Regions from separate parts of the Mus musculus genome. Here all the other regions are linked to region 3. A link is a contact called in public HiChIP or PLAC-seq, Micro-C and promoter capture Hi-C data. All regions are on one chromosome and are shown on one strand. The core of a region is the stretch at or near the end of the contact, and the rest is flanking DNA. Distances in the headings are between cores, read along the strand shown.

Region 1 (4,276 bases), core at 351-2,850, 290 kb before region 3:
CTATCAGGCACAGGGCTGGGCCCTGGGCGCCAGGCCAGCTGAGAGCAGAGAAGAGTCACACACCCACCTTCTGGCAAGTCTGACGGAGTTGGGGGGGGGGATACCACATCACTCCTGAGCATCTTCTCCCCCAGAAGAGCAGTTCACCCCAAACCCCCACTTCTCAGGCAACCAAGAAGAGAACCTAGGGCCTAGCTAGCACAGAAGGGTCTGTCCCTTTAAGAGGTCTGACAGTGCCCTGCGGGGACTCTGCTCCACAACAAACTAGCTATAAAGTTACTGTTAAAAAGGTATGTACTGTTCCAAGCAGGGAAGGGCATGAAGCCCAAGTACCCAGCTCCTCACCCCAGGAGCCCCAAGCAACTTTCTCTTTGTTTTTGAGGCCATGGTGGGCTACAGGCCACAGCTTCTGGCAAGGAGCAGAAAGGCCTTGCTTATGGAAGCTTTGCAAAACTACCTACAGCTGCTTCTTCGTAGGAGTAACAACAGGGCTTGAGTCTCAGAGGTTACCAAGAGGTCAGGGAGACCTGCACATGGCATGTCTACTGACCTAAGCCAAAGAGCTGAAGACTGGCCTGTGGTGACACACTACAGACCTGTTCCTCGTCAATGCTCACTGATACAAGTCCCAAGCAGAGGCTAGCCCGTGAAGCTTGGCCTGATCGATCTAGACATGGCTATATCGATACTGTGTCCCTCCATCAGCAAGTTCTCTTTCCCACCCTCACTCTGTCACACCTACCTGCTTCCAAAGGAAGGGGTCGCTGCTGTTGAGCTGCCAGGCCAAAATCAAATGCAGAGTAGAGAGGCCCAGGCCGCTGAGTACTGCGGCTCGCATGCGAATGGGAAGAAGAGTGTAGGTGATGTAGACGAAGAACACGGGGCACCAAAGGCCCGCCGAGGGGCTGTGTGGATTGGCTGCCAGGGCACCCCCGACTTGCACGGCTGCTAGGATGCCCAGGACCACATAGCTCACCACCCACATGGAGTCCTGGCGGAAGCTGTGTCGGTTACACACCACCATGAGTACCACAAAAAGGACAGAGGCACAGGTCAGCAGGGCCACGTAAGCAGGCTGAGGCTGGGCAGGCGCAGCGTGGAAAGTCAACAGTACAGCCATGAGCAGCACCAGCACCGCCATGAGCAGCGTGAGGCTGCTCTGGTTCATCTGGAAGAAGTACCGCTGGTACAGCCGCTCCAGCTTGGCAGAGCGGAACTGCTTAGACTGGAACACCTGCACAAGCCGGTGCCAGCAGGACGGACCGCTCCGAGGCGATGTATCCGGTGCCACTTCAGCTGTGCCCATCGGTGTGGTCACCTCAGTGTCGTCAAACCCCAAGGCCACTGACCGCAGCCCCAGCTCCACACCCCTGCCCGGGCCCGCCCTCCTGATGAAGGCTTCATCCTGCCAGGGGCACCGAGTGTGAGCTGCAGGAGTGGGGCTGGGTGGCTCCGCATTCTTGAGGCAGCTCATGTAGCGAGGTGCGCAGAAGCCACTGGCTCGATTCGCGTGGCGTGGGCGCTTCTGCCCATTGCGTTCCCCCCAAGCTGTTTTCCGTTCATCCACTTTGGGAACCAGGAGGCCACTAAACCATGACATGCTGCTGGGAGGAGAGACAGGGAATGGTATTAATACCACTGCGTGGCCACAGCCACCATAGTAGCCTGTGACCTGAGCGCTTCCTACAACTCTGGTCTTCATTCCCACCATCTTCCCCCCCTTCTCCCTCTTGCTCCAGCCCTGCTTGCTTGCTTCTCGTTGTGGATGGTTGTGAGCCACCATGTGGTTGCTGGGACTTGAACCCATGACCTCCGGAAGAGCAGTCAGTGCTCTTAACTGAGGAGCCATCTCACCAGTTCCCATTCCCACCGTCTTGATAAAACTGCCCCAGGAGAGGCAGCTGCACCCCCACTCAAAGGTAAGGAACACAGACACATGGAAAAGACCCAGCAACCATATAAGTAAAGGATCTGAGAGCTAAGTTTTTAAGAGCACTCCCCATACTTCTGAAGGACTCTGGTTCAATTCCTAGCACCCACAAAGCAGATCTTACAACTGTTTATGGCTCCAGCTCCAGGGGCTTTGACTTTCTCATGCAAACATGCATGAAAGCAAAACACCAATGCACATAAAAGCATATTTTAAAAAATTGAGCTGGGTGTGGTGGCACACGCCTTTAATCCCAGCACTCGGGAGGCAGAGGCAGGCAGATTTCTGAGTTCGAGGCCAGCCTGGTCTACAAAGTGAGTTGCAGGGCAGCCAGGGCTACACAGAGAAACCCTGTCTCAGAAAAGAAAACAAAACAAAAACAAACTACACACAAGCCTAATACATCTTGTCAACAGAATATGTTCTGCTGTGAACTGTTGATCGTTGACCTCTACACAAAAGGGATTCTTTCCATATCCTTCCTTCCTTCCTTCCCTCCTTCCCCCCTCTCTCTCTCTCTCTCTCTCTCTCACACACACACACACACACACACACACACTCTTCAGCAAACTAAATTCAATTTCTCCCACAGGTCACAGTTTAAACGTTACTTCCTCACGGAAAATTTCCCAGCCCCACCCCTAAGACTACGTTTGGTCCAGTTTAACCTCTGTTCATCTCCTCCACAGTACTTATTGCCATTATAATTAAATCATTTCTCGTTTAACGTACGCCTCCGTCCCGGGGACTACAAGCTTTGTGCATGTAGAAACTATACCTATTTTTGTCAGCACTTCATCTCCAGAGCTATTGGGGCTAACAGTAGGTGCTCAATAAACGTAGGAGCAAACAATAAGGAGGAAAGGAGGGAGGGGAGTGCGGCTCAGTGGTAGAATGCCTGTTTAGAACACACAAGGCGTTGGGTTCCACACTTAGTATCACAAAGAGCTGGGTGGAGAGCCGACAAGGAGAAAGAACATGAATGCTTTAGAGCAGTCCACATGGAATAACTAATAACCCAGCTAATTCTGACAGTCCAGGTCCCGTGTCTTCCTCATCACACCTGTCACACCAGCCTGTCTGCTGTTCCCCAGTATGCCAGGCTCTGCCCAGGCTGGTACCCTGGTACTTGCTGTTCCCAACTGGAATAGGAGCTCCTTTAGGTCACAGCCCAAGTCCCTTATCAGCTCTGCTCTCTCACAGCCTTTTAAAATAGCAACTCCCTTTCCTGGGGCTCCGTATCTCCCTCCCCAGCTTTATAATTTTTCTCTCTCCCCGCAGCTCTTATCAGCAACTGCCGTTCTATAATTTTCCTTTTTCTTATTTGCTCGTCGGCACTCCTAACAGCCGTGCCAACTTGGGAGAGCCAAAGATTTGGGTGTTTGGTTGTGTCCTGTGGTGCCCGCTGCTCCTCAACGTTTGCTGAGCGGATGGATGGCCGGCCACTAGCTATATTATATTTTCTCTCTGTCGTAAACTTCCAATATCTTTTCACATGCCTAATTTCATGTCTTCTTCACCAAAGGCCCGTGAAGCTTGTCCTACGGCCTCCCAGGGCAGATTTGAAAGAGAAAAACAAAAACAAACAAACAAACAAACAAAAAACGGAGAGCTGACATCCAGAGCAGTTTTCCATGTTTCACCCTGGTCGTAAAGACACCGGACAACTAAATCGGACTAAGATCCTACATTTTCAGAAAGAACACGCCTTGGACTGGGTGGATGACACCATGACAATCACCTTACCACGTCTCCCGGCTGAGCCCAGGTTGAGAGTGTGAAAGCCATTTACGCCAACCATAGACGACGCCACCATCAGAACCAAACTCCTCCATGCTTCAGGGCACCCTGAGGGGGCCCTTGTCCTTACACTGAGCTGGCAGCACTGACATTTGTACTCACTAGGGAACTAGAGAGAAGCTTACACAGCAACTGCCCCAGGTGGCCCCAGAGCCAGAGGCTTAGGAGGGATAACAACACTCCAAGCAGCTGCCCCGAGGAACCCAAAGCAGAAGGAAAGCCAGGGGCTTCTTCACACTCCATCTCTAGGTCTCCCTCAGCCACGTTCTGCCAGCGCCCCTACTACATCCACAGGGCAGCATGCCCTTCAACTTCTTAACACCAATAGCACCATCTTGAAGGACAGATCAGAAGTACAAGATTTCAGGTCAGGCTGGCATTTGGAAAAGGTCACCAAAGAAAGCCTGGAAGCAAGATCTTGGGCACAAGATCAGGTTTCAACTCTTAAAGTGACTTGTCAGCCTGCTGAGACAAGGGACAAGCTATCCACCTGTCTCCACCTCACCTGAAGTACGAGAGGGGAATGGTCCTGATGAGACTCCTTAA
Region 2 (4,253 bases), core at 604-3,103, 260 kb before region 3:
TGCTTCCACAGCTGGATTAGCAGGAGAACTGGCATAGGCAGGTGTGGCTCTAGTGAGAAAGGAAGTGGACATTCTGTGGCAGCTCAGAGGTATAGGAGGAGAGAGGGGAGATCAAGTGCCTGCAGGACCCAGGGGATGCCTGTAGGTATGAGGAACTGGAACCCATCTCCAGGAGGAGGTGGTTGGCATGGCAACGAATTTCTCAGAGGCCGACTTAGACACCATTGTCCCAGCTGGGGATGAGGACAACAAGGTCCCCGTGAGGCTGATAGCAAATCTGCTGCCTAACAGTCCAGGGATCCCCATGGGTGGGTGGACAGTCCCAAAATTAGAGAGGCCAGGGGAGGAGATTCCAGACGGGACCCTCTTCCAGGAGAAGAGAGCCAGAAGGGTCTTACTCTTTGACACTTCTCCACCCTCTGGGAGGAGAGAGGGGACTAAGGAGACAAAGGAAAAGGATGGTACAGGACAAGGCAGTACTTGGGGACACAGAAGATATCGAACTAACCCTCAAACACACTGGGTTGGAGCAGTGGAAGCTGCCTCCCCCAGTTGCAGCTGGTGCCCTCAGACACAAGGGCTCCAATAAAGTTGCCTGCCGGTCCTTCAGTCAGGAGACAGACTAGGGTGTCATTAGATGAGCCCCCCCCCCCATCTTTTTCTTACCGAGGGAACAGGAAGATAAGATATAGGTGGGAAGCCAGTTGGCTTGGGTGGGTGGTCTTCCTCTCCTTTCTACCGCACAGAACCTTCTATAGATCTCTTGAACCCTTCCCAATTGTAACCGGAAGGGTGGGCAAGTGTCCTGAACTTACACCCTCCGGGGTTTCAGGAGCTAGAAGTGGCAAAGGGCTGAGTTGAGAAAGCGAGACACCAAGCACGGCTGGTGTCTGCCTCACATCCTCTTGGGATGCCCAAGCAGGAGGTTAAAATGCAAAAGGAAAATTTTGGTCGGGGGGGGGGGGGGAGGGATGTAAAAAGGGAGCGAGCTCAAATGATGACAGCTTTTAGAAGATCTCTTCAGAGATTGCGACTCTTTCCTCGAATGGCGGGGTGGGGGTGGAGGGCGCTGACTGGTGCTGGATGATTAGAACCAGCATCCTGCACACCGTACGTAATTCTGGTCTTTTGCAAAGCGGTAGGCTTTACCCTTCTTCCTTCCCAACCTCAGCGTCAGGATCGCACCTTTGCTCCACCCTTTAAGCTCACCTAAAACAGCCCCTTTCTGCCCCAGTTCCCGCGGATGCTTTGGCAATGTCTGGCACAATCCTTGGCAGGGAAGTGAAGAAGAGAATCTCCATCCCGGCTTAACTTGGATAAAATCTGCCCGTGCAACAGGTGTGGGGAGGCCTAGCCACCGTCCCCGAACTTCCCCCTTCTTAAGGGTCGGCCCTTTACCGCAGCCCGGAACGGAGAGGGCCGGGCACCTGTTGGGGCAGGAGCTGCTTTCATGGCACGGGTCTGGGAGCTCAAAACCATTTCTCCCTAGTACCACTGCGGGGTTTGCTTTGGGTGTCTCCAGGACTTGCAGAGAGCTGACATTGCCGGATCACCTGAGACCTCTTCCCCATCTGCTGTCCGTCCTCCTTTAGATCTCCATTTTCCTGTCTCCGCGTTCTCCCTGCCTCCAGTCCTCCTCTCTCTCCAGCCATCCTCCCCGCCGCCCGCACCCTCTCGATTCTCCACCGGGCTCGCGTCTGGTTGCGGCGTCTCTCCCCTTCCCCTCCCCCGCGCCAGCCCTTTGTTTCCCGGCGGAGCAGTTCCTGGGTTGCGAGAGTCCCTGTCTCTGCATCTCTCCTCGCCCCGCCTCCTCCCCGCCGGGATCCGCCCCGCCTGCAGCCTCTCCGCCCTTCTTCCCCGCCGCCCCGGCCCCGGAGGTGCCGGGGACCCACCTTCCCGACTCGCGTGCGCCCGGTTCCGCGGCCCCGGCGGGTCCCCCCTGGCTGCCGCGCCCCCGCCGCCCGCGTCTTCCCGGGAGGGGGTCAGGTGGGCGGGCACTATTGTTGTGGGAGCCGGCGGCAGATTCCTCAGCCGCGCTGGCGCGCTCGGGGTGGGACCGGCTGGGCTGGGGGGTGGGGAGGGGAGCGGTGATCTGAGCTGCGAGCAGCTGGTCTTCGCGGCTCGCTCCTTCCTTCGCGCTCGCGCTCTCCGCCGCCGCCGCCCGCAGGGCTGCGCGGCTCGGTGGCATCTCGGGCGCGGCCCGCCGTCCTCGCCCCCGGCGCCGCTCGCTCCCCCCACCCACCCCGGACTCCCCCATGTATGACGACTCCTACGTGCCCGGGTTTGAGGACTCGGAGGCGGTGAGTGCCCGCGGGGGAGGGTGGGGGGTGGGGGTGGGGGAGTTGGGATGACACCTCTCTCTCTTCAACCCTTCCCCCAGTTCTGCACTTTGAAAAACGCCTTGGCAGCGAGCGGGGCAGCGCGCGTAAGCCGGCGGGGGGCTCTCTAGGAAAGTGGGAAGATGGTCTCTCATAGCCAGGTATCCCAGGTACTCCGGTGTGTGCACAGGGACGCTGTAGGGGGAAGGCTCGAGCAGGTGGCCCCAAAGCTCAGGACATAGGAGGCTGAGGAGGGGAGGACAGAAGGCCCCGACACCGAGGTTTTTAGAGCGAACATGGAACATTTGGAGTTCCGTATCCTGGGTTCATGGGGTCTGAACACAACAGGGAAAGCTGAGCTCCGGGGGAGACACTCCGGACTTGTGCCTCAAGTAAATGACAAATTAGGGAGCTGGAAGAACATTAGCGACTCGCGTACCAGCCTCTGCAGACAGGAATTCTAGAACTTGGTCTCTTTTTCCTCTCTGCCCACCCCCCCTGCGCATGGCCTTGACTGCTCTCACTCACCACTGCCTCTAGCTCAGCTTCTTGGAAAGGCCACCAACCACAGGGGTGGGCCATCAGACTGTGTTCAGTCTAGCCCCCTGCAGAGGAGGGCCTGGAGGTGAGGCCAGGGGAGCTCAGGGGCATGGGGATGGGAAGGAAGCTCTTTGCTCCGAGAACCAGGCAACCAATAAATATTTAATTCTTCTCTTTGCTTTTATCTCCTGACCCACTGAGACAAATCAGCTCATTAGACAGTGATTCCCGGAGCTCAGAGAGCAGAAAGACTGCCTGGAAAGATGGGACAAGAGTTGGGGGGGGGGGTCAGTGTCAGAGCCTCATGGAGTCACCAGTCTCCCCTTAGACATCCCACTCGATATGGGAAAGGACCACTAACAGGGCTTGAAAGGGTCCCCTGACAGGATTAAATCGAGCCTTTTATCTCCGGCCCAGGAAAGAGGAGTGGTGAGCCTCAGAGCAGGCATGTGTCAGTCAGTTGATTCTGGGACCAGGCTCCTTCAGGACCCAATTTTCCATGGGGCTCTGGGGCTAATTACGTTGCAAGGGAGAGCAGAGAGGTGGTTCTGAAGGCTCTGGTGGGCACCTCTTTCTGACAGTTGAAGGGACAGTTGGCATAGCCCTGGGAGTCAGAATAAGCTGGAGGAGAGACCTCTCTGCGGGGCTGCAGGGCCCGAGGAGCTACCTTCTCATCCCTGGTGAGAAGCCGGGGCTGATGCAGGAGACTGATACCTGGATGTTATTTGAGGGCGGCCTGCTGACCCATTGCTCCCTCCTGACCTTCCCCGGTTCTTAGATCTCTTCCCCCCCAACTTCCCTTCCTCCCGCCAGCTCCTTGCTCTCCCCGAGGCCCCCTCTGAAGCAGTAGGAGGGAGATCAGGCTCTAAATAAATCCACTGGGCTCATCTCCCTCCTCTTCTTCCCCTGTGCCAGGCAAGAGAGGAGCTGCAGCCTGCCCACACACTCACCAGGCAAGGGGGGCACCACTAGGGCACTGTGCCAACTCCAGCAGCTCCAGAGTACTGAGACGCTCTGGCTTTGGGGGCATAATGGGTGGGGAAGTAAGAGCCTGCCATTCTGCAGGGTAGAATGCTACCTACTTTCTAACTGGTACCAGACCAGCGTATGCAACCCCCCAGGACATGGGAATTATGGAAAGTGGCTTCCATTCAGATCACAACCCATTAAAGAATTTAAGGAGAGACCCTGTCAATCTCTAGGGTTAAGAGCTCACCTAGCCTAGATACCCCAAAGGCATTAAGGACTAAATTGGACTGAGAGCTTGGATCTGGGGAGGTGGAAGCTACACTTCTCCCAATACCTGCTGGGTACTGAGGAAGTATCTGATCGTAGGTGGTCATCCTCCAAGGCCCTTTTCACCTGCTGGTCTCTATCTATCTATCTCTATCTTCT
Region 3 (4,238 bases), core at 929-3,428:
CGGGGGCAGTAGCCCAGTACAGAGCCAACTCAATGGAGTCCTTTTGCAGTCAGGGTGTGGGAGATAAGCAGGACTGGGTGTGTGTGTTAGGGGGGTTTCCCAGGCCCCTGGAGGCCTCCTAAGCCTGTCGCTTGTTCTATCCCTCTACTGCAGGTTTCAGCCAGAGGCAAGGACTGTAATGTCCCAGGGCCAAGGTGAGGAAGGGAAGGGCCTTCCCAGTTTACTGGAAAGAGGATGGCTTCATCACTGGGACAAGAGGGGATTCTTGGCTCGGAGTAATTGGTTCTCACCTTCCATCCCAGCAATCAGGAGGTAGAGGCAGGAGGATTTCTATGAGTGCTACCTAGCAAATTTTAGATCTGTCAGGGCTATGTAGTGTCTCAATAGATAAGTAAGGAAAGAAGAGAGAGAGAGAGAGAGAGAGAGAGAGAGAGAGAGAGAGAGAGAGAGAGAGAGAAAAGGAAGGGAGAGGAAAGAAATTCTTTCTCCCCTGTACAGGTTTTCCTAACCACATAACCTGGAAAACTATGCAGTTAGTCAGAGGAAATCCGTACACCACACACACACACACACACACACACACTACCCTGCCTGCCCCTTGCACACACAATTAGGTGGTGTAATGGAAAGTAGATAGGACTGAGAACCAGGAGTCCTGAACCTGCTCTCAGCAATGCTACAATTTGGCTGTGAGGCTTTGATTAAGTTGCTTTTCCTCTCCTGCAGCCCAGCTCTCAGATATAAAATGAGGGGTGGGGTGGGATGGAGAAACACGTCTTCTGAGTTTCCTGTCAGACACTCTACAGCACTGGCCATAGGGGCTCTGGGCCCTTCCCTTCCAAGCCATGGCCCACTGAGTCGGCTTGGTTCAGTGCCCCTCTGTAGCATGTACCCCAGAATGCTAGCTGATATTCAAAGCAGAGTCCTCAAGCTAAGGTGAGTTTAGATGGCCCAGAAACCCTTGATTCTCAGGTGTGTCTGTCTGTTCTGAGGACTGTTTTTTGGTCACCCCCACCCCAAAGTCTGTTGTTTAGACCCTAGTATAGGCTACCTTTCCCGTGCCAAGGACAATGGCCACCCCATCCCCAGGTAGATGGTCTGGTCTGGTAACCTGACTCTTGCCCATCTCTTTTCCAGCCCCCTTCTTTTGGCTCACAGAGCTTTTGGACATCAGGCCAAGAGCCAGGCTAAGTGTAAAGCCTTATGCAGTCTACCTATCATAGCCAGCTCCTGGCCCCCAGCTCACCCCAGCCCTTCCTGCCTGGCTCGGTGACTGACCCCCGGTCCACGCCTCAGCCATTTCCCGTCTCGCCTGCCGCCATCCTCCTTTCCCCGCCCTCGCTCCAGCCTCTCCCAGATTCACTCTCACTGGGCAGTTCCTCCTCCCCCTCCCCATCGCAGACTCTCTCCCCATTTGGATACCTCCGAACCACTATCCAGCCACCAGGTTATTTGCTTTCCTGAAGGGTGTGATGAAGGAGATCTCACTTTATTTTATTTTAGTTTAGGGTCTCTGGGGATGAAGGAACAGTTCATCCTCCAGGGTTGTTGTAGGAAAATTGAGGAGCTGGTGGTGTGGTAGAGCAGGTGGGGAGAAACTCTCCTTACCTCTGTCATCAGGCGGTCTGCGCCGCTGTTCTCCTCATCCTTGAAGATTATGTCGGGGTTGTAGTTGGGTACGAGGTCCCGGAAGCGCTCCGACCCCCTTGTTACCCTCCCCTCCGCTGGCCCACTCGCGCCCAGGGTCCGCTCGGGCATACTGGGCACAAACTGCTTGTATAGCAGAGGCACAAGTTGCTTGCGCACATAACGCCGCCGGCCAACCGGTCCTCGGCCCGGCCCGCAGCTCTGGGCAGATAGTGCCAAGAGTGCCAAGCAGCACAGGGGCAACAGACTGGCCGGCAGAGCCATGGGTGCCGTGGACTTGGGTCGGAAGGGAGCGTTCTTGTCCTCACTGGCTCTCCTGTCAATTGGGCATCTCCGCAGGAGCTAAAGAGCACCGCAGATAGAGAAGGTCCCAGAGTACCTGGAGCGCTGTGGCTCTGAACACTTGGCAGCCGCTAACTCTGCCTACATGCCCTGGGGAACCTGGAACCTACTACTGATAGACTACCATTTACAGAGCAGGTGGGTCGAGGGTGAGTGCCAGCCCAGCCAGTCTCTGCTGCCCGGCTCCCGTGCTCCCAGAAACGCCCTGACTCCGCCTTAAGTGGTCCCGGGCCCCGCCCCCCGCCCTTCTCTCAGGGCTGTCCCGCCCCCTCCCACCCGGGCGGGGGATCTAGCAGTCACAACTGGACACCACTGTTCCATTACTCCACTGAAGTGTGTCCCATCCTGGAAACCATGCAGGCACCTGCTTAGGAAATCCCTGAAGCTTTAGAGTCCTGGCTGCCTGGATAAGCATCCTTCTACCTCCGAGTCTAAATTAGGCACCAAACTATCTTCCTGGGCACTAGTCTTTGCTTTCCTAAAGTCTACCCTGGCACGCCATGCCCTCTGCTGTCCTCCGGGAAGTCTGAGTTCCAAGGCCATCCAAGCCCTTTGGGCAAGCCATCAAAGCCTCCCATCTCCGTGCTCCTCCTCAAGTCTCCCCGATTTCTCTCAACACTCATCCATAACCAAGCAGAGATCCCAGAGGATCATTTTCCTTGGTGGTTTTATATCTTCTTGGGAACAGAGCCTGACACAATCCAGTTTGAGACATTAAAAAAAAAAACAAAAACAAAACAAAACAAAACAAAAAAAAACCCTACTGTGTCTGTCTCTGCCAGCACATGCCATAGCACACCTGTGGAGGTCAGAGGGCTTTTGGGAGTCCACCTTCTCCTTCCTCAGCGGGCTCTAGGGATTGAGCTCCGGTTGACCAGGCTTGTGTGGCAAGTGCTTTTACCTGCTGATCTACCTTGCCAGGCCAGGACTTTCCAAGTTTTATGTCCTCTCAAATGGTTGCCAGATACCCACTTTTTATCCCTCCTCTCCTTCTTTTGACAGACTTTACTGTATGTAGTTCAGGCTTGGTCTCAAACTCACTTCACAGAGCAGGCTGACAGCGAATGTTTTCTCCTTTGGCCTCTAGCTTCCCAGCACTGAAATTAGCCATGCACTACCACACCAGGTTTGTGTGGTGCTCGGATCAGAACCAGGGCCTTCAGGGCTCAGCAGTTAAGAGCACTGACTGCTTTTCCAGAGGACCTGAGTTAGATTCATAGCACCCACACAATGGCTAACTCCCTTCTTTCTGTAACTCCACATCCGATGGGGAGGGGGTCCAATGCTGTCTTCTGGTCTCCTCGGGCAACAGGCATACAATTGGTACAAGCAAAATACCCATACTTATAAAATAAAACGTAGCCTGGCGTGGTGGCGCATGCCTTTAATCCCAGCACTCGGGAGGCAGAGGCAGGTGGATTTCTGAGTTCGAGGCCAGCTTGGTCTACAAAGTGAGTGCCAGGACAGCCAGGGCTACACACAGAGAAACCCTGTCTCGAAAAAAACAAAAACAAAAACAAAACAAAACAAAACAAAAAAACAAATAAAATAAACGTTAGGGGTGGGGTGGGGTGTTAATTTCAGCCCTTGGGGAGCAGGGACAGGCAGATCTCTTGTGAGTTGAAGGCTAGCCTGGTCTACAAAGTGAGTTCCAGGACTGCCAAGGCGACAGACACAGAGAGACATCAACAAAACAGAACAAAAGTAAAAACAAAAAACAAAACAAGTATATAAGTTAATTAAAAATAAAATAAAAAGCCAGGATTCAGACATGCCCGGCAAGCACACAACTGATCTTTATGCACTGAGCAACATCCCCATTTCCCTTTGATTGAGATGTTCGCACACAGCCAAGCTGGGCTCATTCTTGCTGTGCTGAGTCCTGGGCTTTCAGGCATGTTCTTCACCCAGCACATCATCTTCTGAGTAAGTTGTCATTTGGAAGCTGCCAAAGGGCTGTGGACACCTAACGTCCTGGTCTGTGGAGGATGGCTCTCTTCTCCTTCCGTTGCCTACCTCCTCCCCCTCTGGGCCATGGAATCTATTTTAAATCCCTCAGGCCTCATCACAGAGACACTTAACCCATTCAGTTACAGGAGAATGTAGTGGAGAACATGAGAACCAGAGGCCACTTGGGGAGAAAAGGATTTCAGCTCACATGTTCCAATCACAGTCCATTCATGAAGGGAAGTCAGGACAAGATCATCAGGAAGGAGACTGGAGAGATGGCTCAGCCATCACAAGCACTG
Region 4 (4,587 bases), core at 1,517-4,016, 350 kb after region 3:
TCTGCTCCCAGAATAGATACGAGCTCCCTGCCTCCCACACGGAATGCGATCCAGGATGCACTGGCGAGGGACGCAGCAAGGGAGGGAGCAGGAGAGACAGGACGGAGGGGTCTGGGATGGGGGCTGGGCAGTGCAGTCCCTGGCAGGCCTCACCCAGCTGCCCAGCCCCTTACCTTCTTCTTCTCACTAGAGGAGGGCTCGCTCCCTGAGCAGCGGCCTGACTCCACCCCGCCGGCCCCCTTCACCCGGGTGGAGGATTTGGCCAGGCTGCTCTCTACCAGTTCATCATCGAATTTCTTCCTTTTGATGAACCTGTGGAAGGTCCTGCAGGGTTAACTACTGGTACCACACCCACGCACGGCTTCCAAGGTGCAGGCTCCCCTTGGGAACTAACTGCCTTCACTTTCCAGCAGTGTCTGGCTCAGTGGACATGGAAAAGCCAAGTTCTAGTCCTCTGAGGTAACAGGCAACCTTTCAACAGAGATGGAACCCCTCACTCTCCATCCTCGGTGCCATCCGGACACACCGGCAGAGGAGGTAAAGGAAAAGCACAAGGCTTTGCTTGGACCCCAGGCAGGCTCAGAACCCAGGCAGGCTCAGAAGGCCATTTCAAACCAAGGCTAGCAAGGGCGTGCCTAGCCCCACATGCCTCCCCTTCCAGGCGCTCTGAGCCCAGGCTACCTGGAGGAGCTTCTGCGTTTGGGGATAGTGCCCAGGGCCTGGGAGGATGCTCGCTTCTGCCCTGCCAGTGACTCCTCATCCTCGGAGCGGCTGGCTGTGCCTGACGCCATCAGGGACGAGTCTAGCAGCCCCTGAGAATCTAGGAAAGAGAAAGGGTGACCTCTGTGCACGGACCCTTGTGTCAGCCCCTCAGCCCTTGCCCGGCCTCCCTGAGGCTTGGTCTTTGAGGCAGGCATTCCTCCTTGGCCATCCAGATCCCATCCGGGCTCAGACCTCCTGGTGCCACGGGTCATGGGGTGCAGCACAGGTGCTCAGGTCAGGCTGATGAGGCCGACACACGGGGTGGGCTCTGAGCATAACTGCTCCCTTGGCTATCAAAATGCATTGTGCCAAAGAGCAGAAGCTCCACAGCAACTGAGGCAATTGTGGCTCTGCCGAGAGGCACATGGGTGGTGCTGGCCCAGGGGAGGGGGGTGGTAGGTGGCATTGCCGGGCCAAGACCGAGAGACACTCGTGCAAGGCAAGGGGTAGAGTCAGAGGCTGCCTGGCGCCCGAGAGCTTGGGGAGATGGCCGGGCCTCACACTACCTTTGTCCATCCTCTCACAGTCCCAAAGCCTCCGGCTCCAAACCACAGGGCTAGGAGGAAGGGTCCCACAGGCTCATCCAAGGGTTCTGACCAAGCGAGCTTGGATGCTGAGAAGAGAGTCTGGGAAGGAGAGGTAAGGCTCCCTCAGGCTCGGGTTTCCAACAGGCCAAACCTACTGACTGACCAATCCCTTATCCTCGTGCACTCGTGCACCCTGTCTGAGGTAGTGGGAAGAGGCAAAAGAGCTCTACTCTCAATTGCACCTAACCATTAGTAGCTATTACCTGGTCTGATGGCTCTGACAGTTAATCCCAGCATGTGGAGGCGGAGGTAGAGGTAGAGGTAGAGGTAGAGGTAGAGGTAGAGGTAGAGGTAGAGGTAGAGGTAGAGGCAGGTGGATCTCTGTTGACTTTAAGGCCAGCCTCGTCTACAGAGCAAGCCAGGGCTATCTATATAATGGTGAGCCTCTGCTCCAAACAATAAAAACAAAAAATATAAGTAGCTATGTGGGAGTCACTGAGGCCTTTGTGTGAATGATAAAAAGATGTGGGAAAAAACGTATTAGGCTCAGAGATCTCTCTTAATTTTACCAGTGAATCCTAAATTAAGCATTTGGAACGTTAACCAGAAAGGGTCAAGGGATTCCTGACTCATTTGTTTTCCTTTGCCTGTCTACTCAAATCAGCAGCACCAGCCTGCCCCCAGGCCACAGCCTGGGAAGGTAGATGGAATCCCACTATCTCGCTACCCTTTTGCTTTCCCTTCCATTTGCAGCTTTTACTAAAGCGGGTGGTTCCTTCGGACGATTCAAACGTGGTTTGGGAACTGTATGAATACCCAGCGCTTTGGCAGCCCCGCCCCTCCTGACTCCGGCGTCTCGTAGAGCAAAGTTCTGGCTCTGCCTTTAAGGACGCTCCACGACCAGCTCCGTGGGTACCACAGAAGGGGGGTGCAGGTGTCCAGTCCCACGAGCAACTAAGGCAAAGTGCTTGCCCTCCTTCCCTTCCCTCCTCCCGACAGGGCACCCCCAAGGTGAGGGATCAGTGCAGGTCTGTTTCAGGGACTCTGGGGAGCAGTGGTAATTTAGTCAACTCTTCGGCTCCATACTACTGCATCGATCTCGCCATCTGGCTCTGAGGCCCACAGGCCGGTGGTAGCGAACCAGGACCAACTCCCAGACAATTCTCATCCCACCTCAAGCATGCCACCTGTGCGCATGCGTAACACCGCAGGCCAGAGCCTGGCCTGATCGGACTTACGCATGCGCAGATTTTTCGGGGCGATACCGGGGCGGGGCCCCAAATCTTGTTGTGGGGTTGTGCCCCGAGGCACGTTGGGAAACTCCACTTCACCCTCCAGGTCTACTCAGAACACTAGGAGACGAGTCGCGGGGTCTCACCATTCCTAGGCTGCCAGCTCCAACAATTTCTCCGCGGCGACGGCAGGAGCCGCAGGGCCAAAGCCGGCTTCCGTGAGACACATCTACTTCCGGGTTGCGAACGAAGGGTTGGACGATCTCTTCCGGTTCGTCCTGGACCCGTAAGTGGAAGGGGCGTGGCCGTGCGCCTTAGTGGAAACCATTTTGCGGGGAGCCGGAAATACAGCTTTCCCGGTTGGCAGAAGCGCTTAGGGAGGCACCAGGCAGTGTTAATTATAGGAACCGCGGAGGTTTCCGTGTTGGAAAACGCAGCGGGAGGGCGGGGCTTGTGCTGAGACCCCGCCCAGGCGACGCTGGGAGGGGCGGGGCCGCCGTGCATTCGTAATTAGCACTAACCTTGGTAGGTCTCTCTGGACCAAATCTTGTATTGTTTTATCTGCCAGTGTTTTCAGATAAGGGATTCGGTCAGGCTCTTTGCTAAGCACAGGACTGGAGGAACATGTTGGAGAGTTTGCTCTAACTGTGGCGTACAGTACGATCCCGAAAATTCCTGTCTAAGGGGGAGATGCAGGATGGTGGCCGCGTTCCTAAGGAAACACTCCTTAGAAGGAGCGGCGCCAGTTGCTTACGCCAGAAGAACTCCATCTAGACTGCTGGGGTCAGTCGTGGGTAGCCAGCAAACCAACCGAATCCTTTTCAGAGGACAGTGTTCCCTGAGGAAACTGTTTTGAAAGAAAGAACTAGTTCCCAGAGAACAGGAGACGTCCAGACTTTGGGGCCGTGAGAGATGCCCGGGAAAGCTAGGGAGACTGGGCTCTAATAGCTCTTTCATGCCTTCTTTGAGGGGCACAAAAGTGGAGCAGCTCTGGCTGGAGGAGCTTCCGGGAAGAGCGTTTGCCCAGCGTGCCTGACATCCTGAACTTAAGTGTCAAATGGACGACCCTGACAAGTTGCAAGTCTTCTCTTCATAATATACTGTTACTTATTTAACGAGCATGTATTTGCTTTATCGCTCCCAAAACAAAGTTTTCTGGTATACAGTGTGCTTGTTAGAGGTTTGTCAACTTGAAACTAGCTAGAATCTTCGCGCTCAGTTGAGAAAATGCCTCCTTCAGACTGGTTGGTAGGCAAGTCTGGGGTGTGTTTTCTTGTTTGGATAGATGTGGGAGGTCTAAGCAGTGCCTGCCTTGAGGTTCTTGCCCCAACTTTCCTCGGTAATAGACAGTGACTTGAAAGTTATGAGATGAGGGGCTGGTGAGATGGCTCAGTGGGTAAGAGCACCCGACTGCTCTTCCAAAGGTCTGGAGTTCAAATCCCAGCAACCACGTGGTGGCTCACAACCATCCATAACGAGATCTGACTCCCTCTTCTGGAGTGTCTGAAGACAGCTACAGTGTACTTACATATAACCAATAAATAAATCTTAAAAAAAAAAAAAGAAAGTTATGAGATGAAATAGACCCTTTGCTTCCCAGGTCGCCTTTAGTTACAGTGTTTTGATCACAGCAATTAAAAACAAACTAGGACACAGTCTGGTGGGTTGTGCAAAATATAGTGTGGTTTAGTATCTATACAGATGACAATTAATTGGGCTTTCTTCTTTAAAGAGTTTTTGTTTGTTTGTTTGTTTGTTTTTAAGTAGGAGTGAAATACTTGTTGCTTATCAGGCAAGTTCTGTCCCACCAAGCCACATGGACAGCCCTAACAAGGGATCGTTTGGTAAAGAGCTGGATGGGTACTGTTCAATGTTTGTTAGATGTTTTTCTCCTAGGAAAGGCAAACCCTTAAAGAAGGAAACCCTGAAAGAAGAAAGGGTTATTTTAGCTCACAGGGTTTTTGGGGGTGTGAGGGGGACAAACATCATGGCAGGAAAGGCATGGTGGCAGGAGTGTGGGGTGATTGCTCACGCTGTGTCCAGAACTTGGAAGTGCAGAGAGATGA
Region 5 (4,369 bases), core at 376-2,875, 330 kb before region 3:
AGGGCATGAGATTACCCTACAACTGCAGCTATAGACGACTGTGGGCTGCCATATAGGCCCTGCCTAAACAGTAAGTGCTTGTAACTGCTGAGCCATCTCTCTAGCCCCACAAAAAATAACTTTTTAAGGATATTTACCAGGCCTTCCCTTACTAGGCTCTTGGAACTTTTCTCTCTCTCACCTTCTTAAACTTCAATAATTAAGTTTTCCAGTTCTACTTTCTTTTGGGGGGGGGCGTGGGGGAGGTGAGGAGGTGGGTGGGCAGTGTTCAAGGCAGGGTTTTTCTATGAATCCTTGACTGTCCTAAAACGTGCTGTGTAGACCAGGCTGGCATCAGAAGTAGAGATCTGCTCACCTCCCCATCCTGAGCAATGGGATTCAAGGTACGCACCACCACACCCTGCTTAGTTCTGATTCCTTCAGGAAATATTACATGACCTCTGAAGTATAAAACCTTTGAAACCATTTGATAGTCATCCACTGAAAATAAACCCCTGCCTTCCTTTGTACGGGTACCATTCCAACCTCCCCAAAACGTAAGAGTACTTATTCCCACAGACCTCAGCAACAGTCTGCATAGAAGTGACAATATGATGGCGGCAAGCTTAAACACACATTTAAAAGGTGCCGTAAACACAGACAGAAACTCAGAGAGGTTTGATCGTGCACTGACCAAATGCTTGGGAAACTGGATTTCAATAGGAGACAACTGGCAATAAAGAGAACACCTATACAACATACAACCTTCAGACTTAAAAACACTAGAGACCTAAACTCTGCACTTTTTTTTCTTTCTTGGAGACAGGGTCTTACATGGAAATTCTGGCCTGCTTCTACTTCTCCAAAGCTCAGATCAAAGGCACAGGACACCAGGCCTAGCCCTCAGCATCACTCTTAAATAAATGCTACATAAGTGGAAGTAAAATAAAAAAAAGAAAAAGAAAAAAAATATATATATATATGGACAACGGAAAGAACTTTAAAACTATTAGTTTTGCCACAAGACTGTATTTTCATAAGAAAAACTGGGAGGGGGGAAATCACTAAACTACATTACCTCTAAATTTTGAAACCTAATGAATAAACTATCACTAGTGCCCAAAGAAGCAAGGACTTAATATTCTGAAAACTACTTTAAGCATACCAACTTGTATATCCCCTCCCCCCAAACCTAAGTTGACATCTTTTTTTCCTCTTAAATTCCATGAAACAGCTACTAGAACGTTTGAATATCAAGCGTGGTGGCAGACATTGGGACATTTTGTTTTAAACGAGAATCTGACAGGTTAGCCAGCTAGTGAGAGAAACGGGCTTGGAACCAAAACTGGGGCAGCAATTCCAGACCACCTTCATAAGTCCTTTGCGTACAGAATTTCCCGAAACCCTTTTTATACACTTTGGGGAGGCAGAGTCGATAGCGAAACGTCCTAAACGGAGCCTTAGGTCACAGCAGAAAGAAGACTCTCAAAAGCCACTAAAACAGGGCAGAATCCAGAGGACGGGGGCTGGGAAGGAGCAGCGAAAACACAAAGACAGGAGAGGTACGAGTCGGCAGCCCGGCCGGTGGCACCGGTGAGCGAGCGGGAAATTGACTCCGCCTCACTTCCCTCGCGCGAACAGTGGCTCGGCCAGCGAGCGCCATTGTGGGTTCTCCCAACTTAGACGCCCAGCTCCTGCCACCACCCCACCCGCTTCTGTCCCCACCAGCGTCGCCGGCCCGGACGTCGAAGCATGGCCGGACGCACTCCGAGGCCGATGGCCTAGGCCGAAAGGATACACGTTCAGACGTTGTCCCATGTCCTGGAGGAGATTGGCCGCCTGCTGGCGGTAAGAGAGTTCTTTATCGGAGTCCACGCCAAAGCGACGCGACGGGCTGTTCTCCAGCTGCTCGCGAGTAAAATACCACCGCTTGTTGTTGTTCTTCCTCTCTCCCTCCATAGTGCTTCAACCAAGAGGCAGCGGCGGGGGCTGCGAGCACTTCCCAGCGTCACCGGAGCGGCGACACACATCCGCCGTGCCGAGACTACTGCGACGTGACGAACTTCCTCCAAGGGGCGACCACCGAGGTTGTGACACACTTCCGCCCAGAAAGCCGAAGATTCCAGCGCCGACTTCCGGAATGACCCCTCCGACACCCCGTAGACGAATCCACAGCCAGTCCGCGGCTAAGAACGGACCGGCGGCCGGGACGCAGGATCCGGTCGTGTGACCGCCAGGTGGGCGGGACTATCTGACGTCGTTCTTTAAAGGTCTCGTCTTTCCGCGCGAGAACTGCGGTAAGGGGGCCTCACCGGCGGGCCTCTAGTTAACGCTCGCTGCGCTTGGCTGGGTAGTTTCCGAGGACGTGCGTGATGGAGGCCCCTTTGTAACACCGGGCTTACGGAAAAAGTGGCAGGGGAAATAGGCGAGACTCTCAGAAAACCGAGAAAGGACGAGACAGTGAGTGGCCCTGCCCCGTGCAGAAACGCGAAAGCCACTAAAAGGTTCCTGGGTTCTTAGCTCCGGCATGGAGAACTCCGGCGCGTTTGGAAACCGCTCTCCTATTTTGTAGCAGCCTTTCCTCCCGTTTCACTGCGGCCAATCATCTGGAAGGAATAAAATCAACGCCACTGAGCTTCGTTTGAGTGTTTGGGGGGGGGGGGTAAAGGGGCCTTTTTTTAAAGATTTATTTATCTTCATTTATGTATATGAGTACTCTGTAGTGGTCTTTAGACAACAGAATTGGGCATCGGATCCCATTACAGATGGTTGTGAGACACCATGTGGTTGCTGAGAATTGAACTCAGGACCTCTGGAAGAGTAGTCAGTGCCCCTACCCGCTGAGCCATCTCTCCAGCCCCGGGTAAAGGGGTCTTTTTCTCTCTTTCCTTTCTTATTTTTGTCATCCCTGGAGCTCAGAGGGGCGTCGGGTTTTGCCCGAGTGCTGGGATTAAAGGCTTGCACCACCACCCCGCCACGCTCAAGGACACCACCGATCGTTTATCGTTTAGGTCTGGAGGCCTTTTTTCTTTTGCATTCTTTTCTCTTTGTCAGTGAAGGCGATAAGCTTGCAGGCTCAGATTCCAAACATCCAGTCAGGGAGGGCCCAAGGTTATGCAAGCTCCCCTGCGCGTCAGGTCAGTAGTTCTAGGAAACCCACCCCGTAGGGAAAGGTTATCAAGCGAAGGAGATCAGGAGATAATTTGTGTCCTGCATTGGGGAGGATTATCAGAAGAAGGAGATCAAGAGATAATTTGTGCTCTGGCCTCACTCCCAGGTCCACTTTGTGAGGTTGTAAAAAGCAAGCTGGGGCCGATGTCCGCCTCAGCCTCCTGGCTGCACCAGGGTGTCTCTGTCCCCGGGCCTCGGTCGCTGCCTTGAACTCGGTATTGATGTTCACACAATCCCAAACTCTAGATCTTTTGTTTACCAAGAGCCCACTGTATCCACCCACTAGCAAGGGGATTGGCAATCAATCTTGAAGATTTGGGGTCTATTTTTTTCGCCAGAAGTCCTCTGGGAAATGTGTCTGCATAAATGAGGGTCCCCTCGAGGTGGCTTAGCAGGTAGGAGAGGCTGCTGTCAACTCTGGTGTGAATTCAATCCCCGAGAACCCCCCCCCCCCATCATAGATCGAGGAGAACTGACTCTAGCCAGTTATCCCCTGACGACCTCAAGTGCCCCAAGGCTAAATAGTTTAGAAGCCCAAAAGTATCCTAGGATCTGCTCATGGATGAATCAAAACTGCCTCTACCATGTGGAAAGTTACCACCAGCACCATGTGGAAATTTTCTAAGTTCAAGGCCTCTGTTAAGTCGCAGCCCCGCTCCAGCTTTCCAACCTGAGCGGGATATTTACCTGGGATACATAACAAGAGCCAGGACTACATAGAGAGATCCTGTCTCCAAAAAAAATAAATTATATATATAAAAAAAGAAGTTCCCATGTTTTATGTATGTCACTGTCTCTTTTTTCAGTTTTTTCCTCTCATATACACCCCAACTGCAGTTTCTCCTCCCAGTCTTCCCCAGCCTCCCCTCTCCAAGATTCCTTCTTCAGGGAGTTTTTTTAATTTAAAAACTTGAGTGTATATACATGTGCTGTGCATACACAACATAGCTTTCACATGCCTCAGTGTAAGGCTAGACATCAGAGGATAATTCTAGAGCGTCCTTTCTACCACAGGACCATGTTTACCAAAGATTAAACATGGGTCATCAGGCTCAACTCAGACACCTTTACTCAACCGAGCCATCTCACACACCCTCAAAGCCTTTTGAGATAGGATTTTCACTGTAACAGCCCTAGCTGTCCTGCAGGCAGGCAGATCTCTGAGTTTGAGGACCAGCCTGGTCTACTTCATGAGTTCCAAGACACGGTAAAACCCTGT

What was found. Promoter capture Hi-C pulls out the DNA fragments that hold promoters and counts their contacts. Hi-C and Micro-C count contacts between places; a contact is called where the count stands out from the background. HiChIP or PLAC-seq counts read pairs in DNA pulled down with a chosen protein or histone mark.
Region 1: a contact with region 3 is called in a promoter capture Hi-C map of embryonic stem cells. The contact joins the promoter of Adcy6 here to the promoter of Dhh in region 3. A contact is called at or near these places in 7 of 39 promoter capture datasets (the 3T3-L1 cell line, embryonic stem cells, liver and 1 more), 1 of 115 datasets of contacts at active chromatin or transcription factors (extraembryonic endoderm stem cells) and 2 of 9 other capture datasets (adipose tissue and pancreatic islet).
Region 2: a Micro-C map of embryonic stem cells shows a contact between it and region 3, with 3 times the contacts expected there. The contact joins the promoter of Cacnb3 here to the promoter of Dhh in region 3. A contact is called at or near these places in 5 of 484 Hi-C or Micro-C datasets (all in embryonic stem cells), 5 of 115 datasets of contacts at active chromatin or transcription factors (embryonic stem cells and pancreatic cancer cells) and 3 of 9 other capture datasets (embryonic stem cells, liver and pancreatic islet).
Region 4: a contact with region 3 is called in a Micro-C map of embryonic stem cells, with 2.0 times the contacts expected there. The contact joins the promoter of Mcrs1 here to the promoter of Dhh in region 3. A contact is called at or near these places in 6 of 39 promoter capture datasets (the 3T3-L1 cell line, 3T3-L1-derived adipocytes, cranial neural crest and 2 more), 3 of 484 Hi-C or Micro-C datasets (CD4 T cells and embryonic stem cells), 4 of 115 datasets of contacts at active chromatin or transcription factors (embryonic stem cells, extraembryonic endoderm stem cells, neural progenitor cells and 1 more) and 2 of 9 other capture datasets (adipose tissue and embryonic stem cells).
Region 5: an H3K4me3 HiChIP or PLAC-seq map of embryonic stem cells shows a contact between it and region 3, with 10 read pairs. The contact joins the promoter of 9330020H09Rik here to the promoter of Dhh in region 3. A contact is called at or near these places in 2 of 39 promoter capture datasets (erythroid cells and liver), 4 of 115 datasets of contacts at active chromatin or transcription factors (embryonic midbrain, embryonic stem cells, pancreatic cancer cells and 1 more) and 3 of 9 other capture datasets (adipose tissue, liver and pancreatic islet).

What each region holds. Positions count from the first base shown.
Region 1 is chr15:98,603,132-98,607,407 of GRCm38.p6, forward strand. It overlaps Adcy6 (adenylate cyclase 6), which reads right to left and starts at 1,601. Exons shown (of 21, transcript NM_001368413.1): 1 at 743-1,601. The coding sequence starts at 1,600.
Region 2 is chr15:98,632,914-98,637,166 of GRCm38.p6, forward strand. It overlaps Cacnb3 (calcium channel, voltage-dependent, beta 3 subunit), which reads left to right and starts at 1,854. Exons shown (of 13, transcript NM_007581.3): 1 at 1,854-2,300. The coding sequence starts at 2,256.
Region 3 is chr15:98,896,362-98,900,599 of GRCm38.p6, forward strand. Dhh (desert hedgehog) reads right to left here and starts at 2,179. Exons shown (of 3, transcript NM_007857.5): 1 at 1,609-2,179. The coding sequence starts at 1,911.
Region 4 is chr15:99,249,195-99,253,781 of GRCm38.p6, forward strand. Mcrs1 (microspherule protein 1) reads right to left here and starts at 2,767. Exons shown (of 15, transcript NM_016766.3): 1 at 2,668-2,767; 2 at 1,269-1,388; 3 at 682-820; 4 at 174-312. The coding sequence starts at 1,278. 1700120C14Rik (RIKEN cDNA 1700120C14 gene) reads left to right here and starts at 2,594. Exons shown (of 3, transcript NR_045627.2): 1 at 2,594-2,807.
Region 5 is chr15:98,565,699-98,570,067 of GRCm38.p6, forward strand. It overlaps 9330020H09Rik (RIKEN cDNA 9330020H09 gene), which reads left to right and starts at 1,626. Exons shown (of 2, transcript NR_028442.1): 1 at 1,626-1,827; 2 at 1,941-4,369. Ccnt1 (cyclin T1) reads right to left here and starts at 2,038. Exons shown (of 9, transcript NM_009833.2): 1 at 1,778-2,038. The coding sequence starts at 1,938.